Regions from separate parts of the Sus scrofa genome. Here region 2 is linked to region 1. Evidence: chromatin contacts called from public Hi-C data. All regions are on one chromosome and are shown on one strand. Each heading gives the region's core, a stretch centred on a gene start, on an enhancer-like site or on the middle of the called end of the contact. The rest is flanking DNA. Distances are from core to core; before and after follow the strand shown.

Region 1 (6,290 bases), core at 2,801-5,300:
GAGGATGCAGGTTTGATCCCTGGCCTTGCTCAGTGGGTTTAGGATCTGCCATTGCCATGAGCTGTGATATAGGTCACAGAGGCAGCTCAGATCCAGCATTGCTTTGTGGCTGTGGTGTAGGCCAACAGTTGCAGCTCTGATTCGATCCCTTGCCTGGGAACTTCCATATGCTATAGGTGCTGCCCTAAAAAAATAAAACAAACAAACAAACAAAGAATATTAATTTTGAAATCCAGATAAAGTCGGACTCAAGTCCTAGTTGCATCGTTATAGTATCTGTGTGTCCTCGAGCTAATTACTTAATCTCACTGAGTTTCTCAGTTTTGTCATCAATAACATGAGCAAACTATTATGTAAAGTGGTTAGCACAGTGCCTGGTGCTCAGTAAGTGCTCACAGAGATGTGTATGGTGTAATTAACAATGATAATTATTGGCATTAAGTGGGTGCCTAGGGAATGAGTCTGAGGTAGCATCCTGGTAATCACAAAAATGGGAGTGGCTGTGCTGCGTTGTCTTCGTGTCCCAGGGCCGTCCTGTGAAGGATCACAGACTGGGTGACTTAGAACAGCAGAACCTCACTGTCTCACAGTTTCTGAGCCTAGACATCTGAAGTCAAGGTGTCACAGGACTGTGCTCCCTCTGAAGCCTATAGGACGAGGATTCTTCCTTCCTTTTCTGGATTCAGGCAGCTGCATCCGTGCCTTGGTTTATGACGGTGTAGCTCCAATGCTTCCATTACTTTCCATGACATTCTCCCTATTTCTCTATTAAAAAAAAAAATGATTGAAGTATAGTTGCTGTACAGTGTTGTGTTAATTTCTGCTGTGCAGCAAAGTGATTCAGTGATACATTTATACACGTATATTCTTTTCCATATTCTTTTCCATTAGGGTTTATCACAGGGTTGACTTAGTTCCCTGTGTTCCCCGTCCTACACATACTAGTTCGCATCTGCTAATCCCAAACTCCCAATCCTTCCTCCACCCTTTTTTTTTTCATATTATCTTCCCTCTGTCTGTCTCTCTTGTCCAATGTCTCCTTTTGAAAAGGACAGCAGTCATTTTGGATCGGAGCTCACCCTAGTGACCTTGATTTTGTCTTGATTCCAAACAAGGTCTCATTCTGAGGTACTGGGGGTTAGGACTTTAGCATATTTTTGAAAGGGACACAATTCAACCCATAACATGAGTATACAGACTTCCTAGAAATAAACGCAGCAAACCTAGCCCTTACCTCTACACTTTAAAGTTTGCTGAAGTCGCCGCAGGTTAAACAATCTTTATGCATCCTGGAGCGGCCTAATGTGGAAACGGTGTTCTGAGTATCCACTAGTCGGTAAGTTAGCCGAGTAGTGGATACTCCCTGATCACAAAAGGACAAAAGCTCCTCAGATTCAAGCACCAGTGGGGCTTTTCTCTTAACCTCAGTGAGTGAAGGGCACCCAGCAAATGGGGATAGTCTCTATTCACCGCAAGGGAAAAGGCCTTGAAGTCATAGCTTGACCCATCCTAGGCCTATCGAGTTAGTATCATGAGAATGACTTATTTTCCATTTATTCTCTCCTCCCGCATACGTGTTTAAATTTCTGACCTTACTTAAACATTCATTTTGATCCAGGGAAGCATTACAAGTCTGCCTCTCTTAGATCTGAAGATTTGCAGGCAGGACGGGAGAACCTGTATAACATTCCCTCCACCCAGTATCTAAAGAAGGCTAGTTTTATGAACCCACCTAGAGCTACAGGTAAATCTCAAGCCAAGATCCACAGGTACCAGGGGAGCAAAGGAACACAGCAAAGGTAGAAGCTGAGTGTTTGAGAGGATAGAATTAGACGTTACAATGAAAGGCATCTTAGTATATCAGAGGCTGAGAGTTTAATGTAATGAACCACCTGCCTAAATATACAGTAGAAGTGCTAGAAATTGCCAAAAAAAAAGACACTCTCCCCTAGTGTCTCTTGGTTTGCTGGCAATCTCTGACTGTTCTTGGCATGTAGATCCATCACTCCAGTCCTCTGCCTTCACATGACATTCTCTCTGTGTTTCTGCACATAGTCTACCTCCCACGCATGGCTGTTTCTATCCACATTTCCCCCTTTTTATAAGGACACCAGTCTTATTGGATGAAGGCCCACCCTAATGATCCACCAGAACTTGATTACCCCTGTAAAGGTCTTATTTCCAAGTAAGATCACCTTCTGAGGTACCAGGGGTTAGGTCATCAACCAACCTATCATTTTTTTTTAAATTTTTATATATTCAAAATCAGCATTTTTTCCACTGTCAGTTTTATTGAAGATTAATTGATTTGCAGTGCTGTGATAATTCCTGCTATAGAACAAAGGGACTCAGTTATACATACACACGCATCCATTCTTTTTCAGATTCTTTTCCCATACAGATTATCAAAGAATATTGGGTGAAATTCCCTGTGCTATACAGCAGGCCCCCATCAGTTAGTCATTCCATATACCTCAGTGCGCATATGCCAGTCCCAAACCCCCAGTCCCTCCTTCCCTGCCTCCAATCTGTCCCCTTTGGTAACCATAAATTTGTTTTCAAAGTCTGTTAGTCTGTTTCTGTTCTGCAGATAAGTTCACCTGTATAATTTTTTCAGATTCCACATATAAGTGATATCATATGATGTTTGTCTTTCACTGTCTGACTAACTTAACTTGGGAGGACAATCCCTAGGCTCATCCATGTTTCTGCAGATGGCATTATTTCATTCTTTTTTATGGCTGAGTAATATTCCATTTTATGTATGTACCGCATCTTTTTCAAATCCTCTGTCAATGGACATTTAGGTTGCTTCCACTCCTTGGCTATTGTAAATAGTGCTGCAGTGAGCATTCAGATGCATGTATCTTTTTGAATTATGATTTTCTCCAGAGAGATGCCCAGGAGTGGGATTGCTAGATCACATAGTAGTGCTATTTTTATTTTTTTGAGGTTCCTCCATACCATTTTCTATATAGGCTGTACCAATTTACATTCCCACCAACAATATAAGAGGGTTCTCTTTTCTCCACACCCTCTCCAGCATTTGTTATTAACCCACCTATCATTTTTAGAGGTCACTATTCAACCCATTGCAAGTACTGAAGGATTTAAAATACTTTAACATGGCATTTCATAGTTTAATTCATAAGCAATAAGTGGGATACTTTTCTATGACAATTAAAATGCCAGCTGGCTGAAGGATATTGGGGTAGTGGCAGGTTATCTGTCTAAAGCCATTCCAGCGACACCGAGAACCAACCTCTATGTGTAAGCACTCTGAACCATCAGTTCTGTACTAAGTTTCGGTGTTAAGCCAGCCCCAAAGAAGAATAGAAAAGGGGATTAGCCTCTTGCACTAGGACACAGGCGTTTTCTGGCATGGAAAGATAAAGCTCTCTGGTGATAAATTCCCATCTACGTTTTAATGAGAAGTGACATGGATTACAAGTGACGGAGAAAATGAGAGGTAAAAGGCATTCCATTTATTGCACATTTTCAGCCACTGGTCTTCCTCTTCACATTCCAGTGCCCCCCAAAAACAAAGACAGAGACAAGGTAGTCAAAAGAGGAGGAATAAAAGAATACCAACAAAAGATACGAATGTTCCCCTACATTTGTTCTGTATTTCTCAGCCTTCTCTGGTGTTAATATTCTCAAGGAAAAGGAGTTTAAGATCCTTGAGTTAGAAAAATCTTTCTGCCAAGTTCTCTCCTTCATGTTTGGAAATAGCAGCAAAACTTGAAAGATATTTAAGCACAGAACATATTTCACGTATGAAAATGAAGACGTGGAGGAAGAGAAGAGCATAATAATACAATAACAAAACTGGCCGACAGGCACATAGCACTTCTTATGTGCCAAGCACTGTCCTACAAAAATGAGTTTATTTAATTCTTCTACATCACTACGAGTAAAGTATTAATACCCCCATTTTACAGACGAGGACAATGAGGCCAGAGACGTTGACTCACGGGCCTACCTCCTCCCTGCCTGGGTGTGTGTCACGGGGCTTCTGGCTCCCAGCTTGCTCCTGGTGGCTCCCTTGCTTTCTCCAGCTTAACGCTTAACGGATGTTATTCCCTGCCTGTGCTCTCACAGCTCTAACCTTTGGTCTTTGAGTGGGAGAATCTGGCAGCAATTGTAATATGACATCAGATCCTGCTTGATGAGCAAGCTTCTGCTCCTGGTGGAGCAGGGCTGGAGAGGGGTGAGGGCAGTTGTCTGGTGAGGGTCTTTGATCTTTCATGACTCTTCGTCTTAAATAACCAGCCTAAGGGACTACCTGTTGCCCAAAGGGCCCTACGAAGAGACAGTGAGTGTAACATCCCCCTCATAGTGGGAGACCTGGACTTCTCGCCAACTAGCAGCTCCTCTCATGTCATTGTTATTCATATCACACGACTTTCTTATGCCGATTAAAAGAAAGTCAACTGAATAATTCTGAACTTCTCCACATCTTAACTTCTGAATCCAGCCCTGTCAAAGTCAGAGGAGTGAGACCTGGAAAGAAAGGGATGTGCTGTGTCATCGTCGTGTCAACAGCCCAGACTTTGGGGTCAGCCAGAGGCAAGCACAAATCCTATGTATATAGTTCTGGGCAAGTGAGGAGACGTCTCGGTGCCAAGTTTGTTCATCTAGACTGTAAAATAGGAACCATCCTGTCTGTCCAACGCGATTGGAAGGATTAGATGAGATGCATCCTGCCCATTGCCTGACACTCGGGAAGTCCAAGCAGACCTCATTTTATTCGCCTTTGTTTCATTGAGCTTCACAGATACTGTGGGTTTTTTTTTTTACAAATTGAAGGTTTATGGCAACATCATGTTGAGCAAGTCTATTGGTGCCATGTAATCAACAGCATTTGCTCACTTCATGTCTCTGTGTCCGATTTCGGTAAATCTCGCTCTGTTTCAGACTTGTTCATTCCCGCTGTATCCGCGATGGTGACCTGTGATTGGTGATCTTTGACGTTACCATTACCATTTTTGGCTTTTTTAGCAATAAGGTGTTTTAATTAAAATATATATAAGTAATTTTTAGACATAATGCTTTTGCACACTTAACAGACTATAATATAGTGTAAACATAACTTTTACGTGCCCTGGGAAACCACAGAATTTGTGTGACTCACTTTATTGTGCATTTGCCTCGTTGCGGTGGTCTGCAACTGAACTGAGGTATCTCTGAGGTATGCATGTACTGCACGAGTGGGCGTTATCACCATTAACTAAGCTTCCTCTTTTTTAAAAAAAAAAGCAATTTGTATGTTTGCCTCATTCATTCAAAGTCGATTGGCTAGTCTCGTACATTCCTTTTTTTATCACCAGTTTTAGTATTTCAAATGGACAAGAGCTATTGTTTTTTGGCTTATTAGCCTTAGAAGTATTAAATTCACAACTTTAAATTTAGCGGAGTTAGTTGTTAGCAGCTCACCCCCAGAGGGCAAGGTGATCCCTGGGGCCTCCTGGTCTCTCAAGGGCCTGAACACCTTTTGTTTAGAGGTCCCTGGGGGGGAACTTGAGGACTTAAATTCTCCCTGATAGGCTTCAGAGCTCCGCCTCTGAGCAGAATACCACAATTCTGTGGCATCTCTGAGATAGAAGAGAGCATTAGTCAGAAAAGTCCAAAATTATAATAATGGCCTGACTCTGAATGTAAATAAGTCACTAAGCTCCTCTGAGCCTATTTCCTCAGCTGTGAAACAGGAATGATAGAAGTGTCTGCCTCAGGAGTTCCCATCGTAGCTCAGAGGAAATGCATCTGACTAGCATCCATGAGGATGCAAGTTCGATCCCTGGCCTCGCTCAGTGGGTGAGGATCCGGCACTGCGGTGAGCTGTGGTGTAGGTCACAGATGTGGCTCAGATCCCGCATTGCTGTGGCTGTGGTGTAGGCCAGCAGCTGCAGCTCTGATTCGACCACTGGCCTGGGAACCTCCATATGCCGAGGGTGTGGCCCTAAAAAGAAAAAAGGGGGAAAAAAAAGTGTCTGCCTCACTGGCATTCTAAAGATCAAATTAGAGCATGTCCAAGGTGGAAGTGTTTTTTAAACTCCAGAAAGTTAGAACTGTGATTCGTTATTGTTTAGATGCATCTAAATTCCCCAGCTGGCTCTGCACACAGTTTAGCCACTAAACAGGATGGGATTAAGAGAACAGCCCTGCTGACACAGATCATAAGAGGGCGGCATCTCGTTTTGGCTTGGAAGCTGCTCCACATTGTACCATTATCCTAGAAAAAAGCCTGCTTAGGTGGGGGTACTTTGTGAGAAAAGGAAGAAAGTGGTAAG
Region 2 (6,290 bases), core at 1,350-3,849, 110 kb before region 1:
ATTAAAAAAAATTTTTTTATGGCCACACCCACAGCATATGAAAGTTTCTGGGCCAGGGCTTGAATCTGAGCCACAGCTGTGACCTACACTGCAGCTGCAGCAACACCAGATCCTTTAACCCTCTACTCTGGGCCAGAGATTGAACCTGTGCCTCACAGCCACCGGAGCCACTTCAATAAGATTCTTAACCCACTGCACCATGGCAGGAACTCCTTATTCCTCCATTTTTGTTGTTATAAGGACTAGAAATAATATCTCCAAACTGCTTTGCATATAATAGGCACTATGTTAAAAATGGCCAGCTATCAGCCAGGGTTTTCTGTGGGGGCATCTGTAGGTGTGAGGCCCTTAGCCTCAAACTCTCCCAAGCTCCCAAGCTGCTTACTCTATGGCCACCATGTAGATGGAGCAAAAGGAGTCAATTTCTTTCATGTCAAATTCTCCAGGAAGCAGAAGTAGGGTCAGTAGGTATGGTTACAGGAAACCCTGTTTCAGGTCAGCACAAGCGCTTTCCAACTAGATCTTTCTGTCTCTGGCACTTGGACAGCCCTGCTCTGCAACGGCAGACAACCTCCACCATCCCTTTCAACCAGAGTTTTCTCCCCTACCCTTATCATTGGAACTGTGCTGCCTTTAGCATTCCAAATAATCTTTATCTAGGATGGCAAAAGGGTTTTATTACCAAAGCTGGGTTGTTTTGTAGGTTCTTAATGTTTTAGATTGGGAGTGAGAGAGGGAGAAAAGGAGAGAATGAGAAAGGGGAGAAGATTGAGACCTATCAAGGACTGAACTTGGGAGGGAGAGCAAATAGAAATGGACCGATAGTTATCCTGAGCCCTTTACGTTAGAGATGGTTGGGAAGGTAAGCTAAGTGGTTCAGCTGCTTTGCTGGCATATTTGCAACGTGAACAGGCACTGTTCTAGTTGAAGATAACAACCCCAGGGCAGTAAAATAAATAAGTTGCCCAAAGTCACACAATTGGCAAATGGCAGAGCTAGATTCAACACAGCTCCCTGACTCCAACCCTTTCCCATTCCTACAGCTGTCTGTTCTGCGTCTTGCCTCGGGAGAGCGATGGAAACCAGAGCAGGAGGTTTCCATAACCAATCATTATAATTTGTCAGAGAGCCACACTGCAGTTCAAATAGACAAGCGCATTGTCTTTCCCCGCCATATAAGGAAGCAGGGCCAAATACCACTGCTTTCACTTCTGACTTGAGAGGTTGTTCAAGGAAGAGTTCAACGGGAGGAGAATCTAGGCCTATCGCAGTTTAAAAGAAAAGAAACCTGCAGAAATATTTTTGTCTTTTCCTTTTCTGGTAGCCAAGATAGTTTAACAAATAGGTTATACCCTTTTCTCTAACTCAAGCAGAGCTCTTCTGGAGTTATGTACTGAAGGATTCAACTCTTTGTCTGAGTATGTCCAGCTGCTTTGGGGTTTGATGAAGTCAAATTTAGATATTCACAAAGCCAAGACAGAGCTAATTCTGTGAGGAGCAAGTGGGAAGTCCTCCACTGCAATGATTGACTGAAGAAGTTAGGGTCTACTTGCCGTGACAGCTGTTCTTGGTGTATTTATTAATAAGGCTTCACAATTTAAGGCCGATCTTCCTGTCCCAAACTCCCTTTGCCTTAACAATCAGTCATAGCGGGGGTTTTAGACCACAGGCCCCATAATCAACTCCATGGAGGGAAAAACAGACATAAGCAATTGAAATTATTCCCTCAGGATCACCCAGTATCATCTTGCCATAGGGAGTGCTTACTATTTCAGAGAAAGCAAAGAAGCATCACTTCGTCTTCGTAGGGAAATGAAAAAAAATCTCTAATAAGTCTGGTCAGCTCCTCACTCCCGTCTTTGACCAGACTGCATCTAGGGTATTAGTTTCTTACAACTGCTATAACAAAGTACCACAAACTAGGTGGCTTAACAACAGAAACCTATTGTCTCACAACTGTGAGGCTGGAAGTCCAACATTAAGGTGTCAGCAGGGTTAGTTCCTTCTGAGGGCTGTAGGGAAGGATCTGTTTCAGGCCTCTCTTCCCTTGGTTTATAGATGGCCATCTTCATGTTCATAGAGCATTCTCTCTGAATGCGTGTCTGTATCCAACTTTCTTCTTTTTATAAAGATACCAGCCAGATTAGAGCTTGCCCTGATGACCTCACTAGAAGTTGATTACCTCTGAAAAGACCTTATCTCCAAAAAAAAGGTCATATTCTGAGATACTGGGGATTAAGAATTCAACATAAGGATTTTGAGGGAGCCACAATTCAACCTATAATATGCCCCCATTCCAAATAGTGGTAGAAATCCGAAAGACGTCTTTTCTGAAACTCTAAGTGCCAACGATCCTCTTGCTGGTGGTATTCCATCTTCTCTCTGGGTGTAGGGAATGCTTAGCTAGAAATCACTTGACCTTTTGAACTTGCCTTTGACATTTACTTTCTGCCTTTCGCAATACAAAATTCTGATCCAGGAAAAAGTCAAAAGAGGTCTCTGAAATGACGCATTGAAGTGCAGCTTCACATACTGTGGCCTATCTGTGGAAGCCTGTGAAACCACAGTGGCAGACAGTCTGGTATGCGGCCATCAGAAGTGGGGGAGGGGCTTGGTGGGAAGCCTCTGGTTGAGGCAGCCTGCAAGGCTGAGAGGCAGAGTGCTAGGAGGAGGGGGTGAGCAGCTTTGGAGCAGCAGGCTGGGAGGCAACAGCAGATGGGACTTTCTGCATGCCTACCCTGGGTGGAAAGCCAGGATGGTCACTTTCAGTCATTTTTATACATGCTGATCATAACCACTAATTCCCAAATACAGGGGAAAATATTAGGAGCCTACACATTTTTGTGCTCTGATTCATTTGTCTCTTGTCTTTGGTTTCTTCTATTGCTTCTCCATCCATCCTTACATTTTTAGACACTTTTTCCTCTAAATGGCCTTCCTTACTTGATCCCTGTTTGGCATAATTAGTTACAAATTGTTCACACATTATACCTTGTATCCTTTTTTCTTTAGCTATTGTTTCCTTTTACCCCCTTCCTTAAAGCTCTTCTTGGTGTCCATTTCCCAGCTTCCATCCTGCTTATGGCTACTCTCTGTCTTTGGCCAGAGGAGGTCCATAGAGAGGGTGGTTATAACATTTATATAAACCAGGACACTTTTGAGAGGGAAAGGAGGAGCTATTAATAATTTCCCAAAAATCAGAGTTCTAAATGGAGACTATCATTGGCAATTTGGGATGGGCATTTACTCTACCTATGCTAGTTTTCTGCCTCCCATAGATCCTCACCTAGCAACAACTCCCTCAGTTTCTGGATCTTAAACAAACAAACAAAACACAATTTATATTGAGTCTTCTTTTTATTTCTACCCCAGGAAGCTTTTTGTATTTTTGTCAGAAATATTTTTCTATTTTCCCTTATCCCCTCCTCACTTCTCTTTCCTCTACTCGGAGTCTTATCTCACCACTTGACTGCCTCTTCGTCCTTTTGTTCCCATATAGTCTTGACTACGTCTCTGGGAGGCCATATTTGTCTGCCATAATACATGCAGGACACATTTCCTACATATTTGAAAACACACACACACACACACCCACACACCCACCACCACCATCATCAAATGTTATATACAACAACTACCACCATCTAAAGGGTCTCAAATGAATCCCTATTGGACTGTCCACTAATTCAGCACCTCTGTCCAGAGTCTAGAACAGTCTCTATCCTACAGAAGCAGCCATACCTAGAACGATTATTAGACATCATCTATGAATGTGTCTGGAATCTTACAGGACACGTTTCCAATATGTGTATGTGTATATACTTAGTGTTGAAAATATTTGGCCTGAAGAAAAAAAGAAAATTTTAGCCAAAGCAACTGTGCATTGCCTTCATTATGACTTCAGTAATTTGGAATTTTTTAGCCTCTAAAGCAATATATACCAAAAGCCTAGCAATGCCTGCCCTAGGCTTAACATATGTAGAAATAAACTTTGAGGCAAAAAAGAATAAATGTTGACTTAGGTCTCTTTCAAATGTAGTTCTTTTTATGATTCACTCACCCATAACTTACAGTTCATTTTGAAAAATTGCTGAAGTTATCAATCAGGATCATGCAAGGAAGCTCCTTCTCAACACTGAAATGAGAAAGGCAGAACATTTTCCTCTTGCAAATTGCTGGAAACCAAGCTTTAGATGTCTGGAATACTTGACAGTATAGCACTGTGTCAGCTAGAAAAAGCTGTTCTCATCCTTTTACTTATTCACTTACTTAATTTAAGGATTTTGATCATAATTTTCTCTCCTTTTTTAAAGTAACCTAAAAATTAATAAATGAGGGAAAAACAGTGAGAGAAGATACTTTATGGAAGAAAATAAGGGTTCTGTTAAAAGTTCTCTCCCTCCTTCCCTCCATTCTTCCTTTCTCCTCCCACTCCTAGCCTCCTTCCATCTCCCCTGCCCCACTCCTTCTAGTTTTTATTTCTTTTCCCATTCAGATGTATTCAGTTGGAAATGTCCTGTTGCCCTTGGGTAGCCACAAGCTTTAGCCCTGATGTCCTTATGTCTCTCTTGCTTAGATCTTTTTTTGAAAGATTGATGATAACCAAAGGAAAAATCAAAAGACTTCAAACACACTCTGCATGATAAGCATATAGTTATAGCAGTGATGCAATGGAAATATCTAGCCAAGGACTCTCCAGTGCGTCCAGCTTGGCTAGAATGATTATCTCAGCCACCCTGGAACTGCTGACCCACCTGTGTTTGAGTAAATAGGAAATGGGAAATCTAGAAGTTTGATTTTTTTTTTTTTTTTTTTTTAGGGTTGCACCTGTGGCATATGGAAATTCCTAGGCTAGGGGTCGAATCAGAGCTACAGCTGCCAGCCTACACCACACAGCAACGCCAGATCTGAGCCACATCTGTGACCTACACCACAGCTCACGGCAATGCCAGAGCCTCAACACACTGAGCCAGCCAGGAATCGAACCTGCATCCTCATGGATACTAGTTGGATTTGTTACCACTGAGCTGCAGCAGGAACTCCTGAGCTTTTTTTTTTTTAAACTTTCATGCCTTTTCATATTTCTGCTGTTAGATATGCTGTTAAAATAAAACAATTGCTCTTTCCACTGGGAATATCTTCTAGTTTGCTAATTCTTTTTCCTGAGAGTATTTGCAATGAGGTTTAAGTTTTTGATATCTTGGCTCTTGTATTGTGTGGGTACCTCAGATTCCAGGTGGGTGGTCTCACAGAAAAATGGCCCCAGTTCCTGCTTCATTTCTACAGCTGATAACGTGTGTAACCTTGAACAGACCCCTTGCGCCTCAGGCTTCCTAATTATAAACTGAGAATAGCCTTTTTTCTTCTCTGTAACACCCAGGTAGGGAGCCATGAGATCTTAAATAGAAAGGCACTTCAGGTAGTAAAGTATCCTTAGACATGGTTTTCTTTTCTTTTTTTTTTTCTTTGAAATATGAAGACTTTTGCGGGTTGGTTTTCTTGGAACATGTAAGTTTCATAAAGGAAACTCTCTAGATTCAACGTGCAAAGAATGTGAAGTTTCCAAAAAATATCCTGTGCCTGACAGCTTCAGCTGACTCCTTTTTCTGGGGCTGACCCAACCCAGTTTCAGCCTTTCCTGTTTTTCCTTCCTTCCTTTCTTTGTTTCTTTGTTTCTTTGTTTCTTTTTTTTTTTTTTGTCTTTTGTCTTTTTTTTTGTTGTTGTTGTTGTTGTTGTTGTTGTTATCGTTGCCACCCCTTGGGCCGCTCCCGCGGCATATGGAGATTCCCAGGCTAGGGGTCGAATCGGAGCTGTAGCCACCGGCCTACGCCAGAGCCACAGCAACGCGGGATCCGAGCCGCGTCTGCAACCTACACCACAGCTCAGGGCAACGCCGGATCGTTAACCCACTGAGCAAGGGCAGGGATCGAACCCGCAACCTCATGGTTCCTCGTCGGATTCGTCAACCACTGCGCCACGACGGGAACTCCTGTTTCTTTCTTTCTTTCTTTCTTTCTTTTTTTTTTATTTTTTTTTTTTTTTTTTTTTTTTTTTTTTTTGTCTTTTGTTATTGTTGTTGTTGCTATCTCTTGGGCCGCTCCCGCGGCATATGGAGGTTCCCAGGCTAGGGGTTGAATCGGAGCTGTAGCCACCAGCCTACGCCAGAGCCACAGCAACGCGGGATCCGAGCCGCGTCTGCAACCTACACCACAGCTCACGGCAACGCCGGATCGTTAACCCACTGAGCAAGGGCAGGGACCGAACCCGCGACCTCATGGTTCCTAGTCGG

What was found. A called contact is a pair of places that touch in the nucleus more often than the background predicts.
Region 2: a Hi-C map of liver shows a contact between it and region 1, with 3 times the contacts expected there. The contact joins two enhancer-like sites. A contact is called at or near these places in 3 of 47 Hi-C or Micro-C datasets (liver and skeletal muscle) and 1 of 2 datasets of contacts at active chromatin or transcription factors (skeletal muscle).

The regions. Positions count from the first base shown.
Region 1 is chr18:14,324,186-14,330,475 of Sscrofa11.1, reverse strand. The region is part of intron 3 of CALD1 (caldesmon); the gene reads left to right. Among named protein-coding and RNA genes, the nearest start is that of AGBL3, 62 kb to the right of the region's middle. Within about 2 kb of position 4,050, at least 14 of the 83 cell types and tissues checked have an H3K27ac peak or open chromatin away from gene starts, as enhancers often do. A contact at or near this core is called in liver, where this site is marked.
Region 2 is chr18:14,435,495-14,441,784 of Sscrofa11.1, reverse strand. The region is part of intron 1 of CALD1 (caldesmon); the gene reads left to right. Among named protein-coding and RNA genes, the nearest start is that of CALD1, 48 kb to the left of the region's middle. Within about 2 kb of position 2,599, at least 22 of the 83 cell types and tissues checked have an H3K27ac peak or open chromatin away from gene starts, as enhancers often do. A contact at or near this core is called in liver, where this site is marked.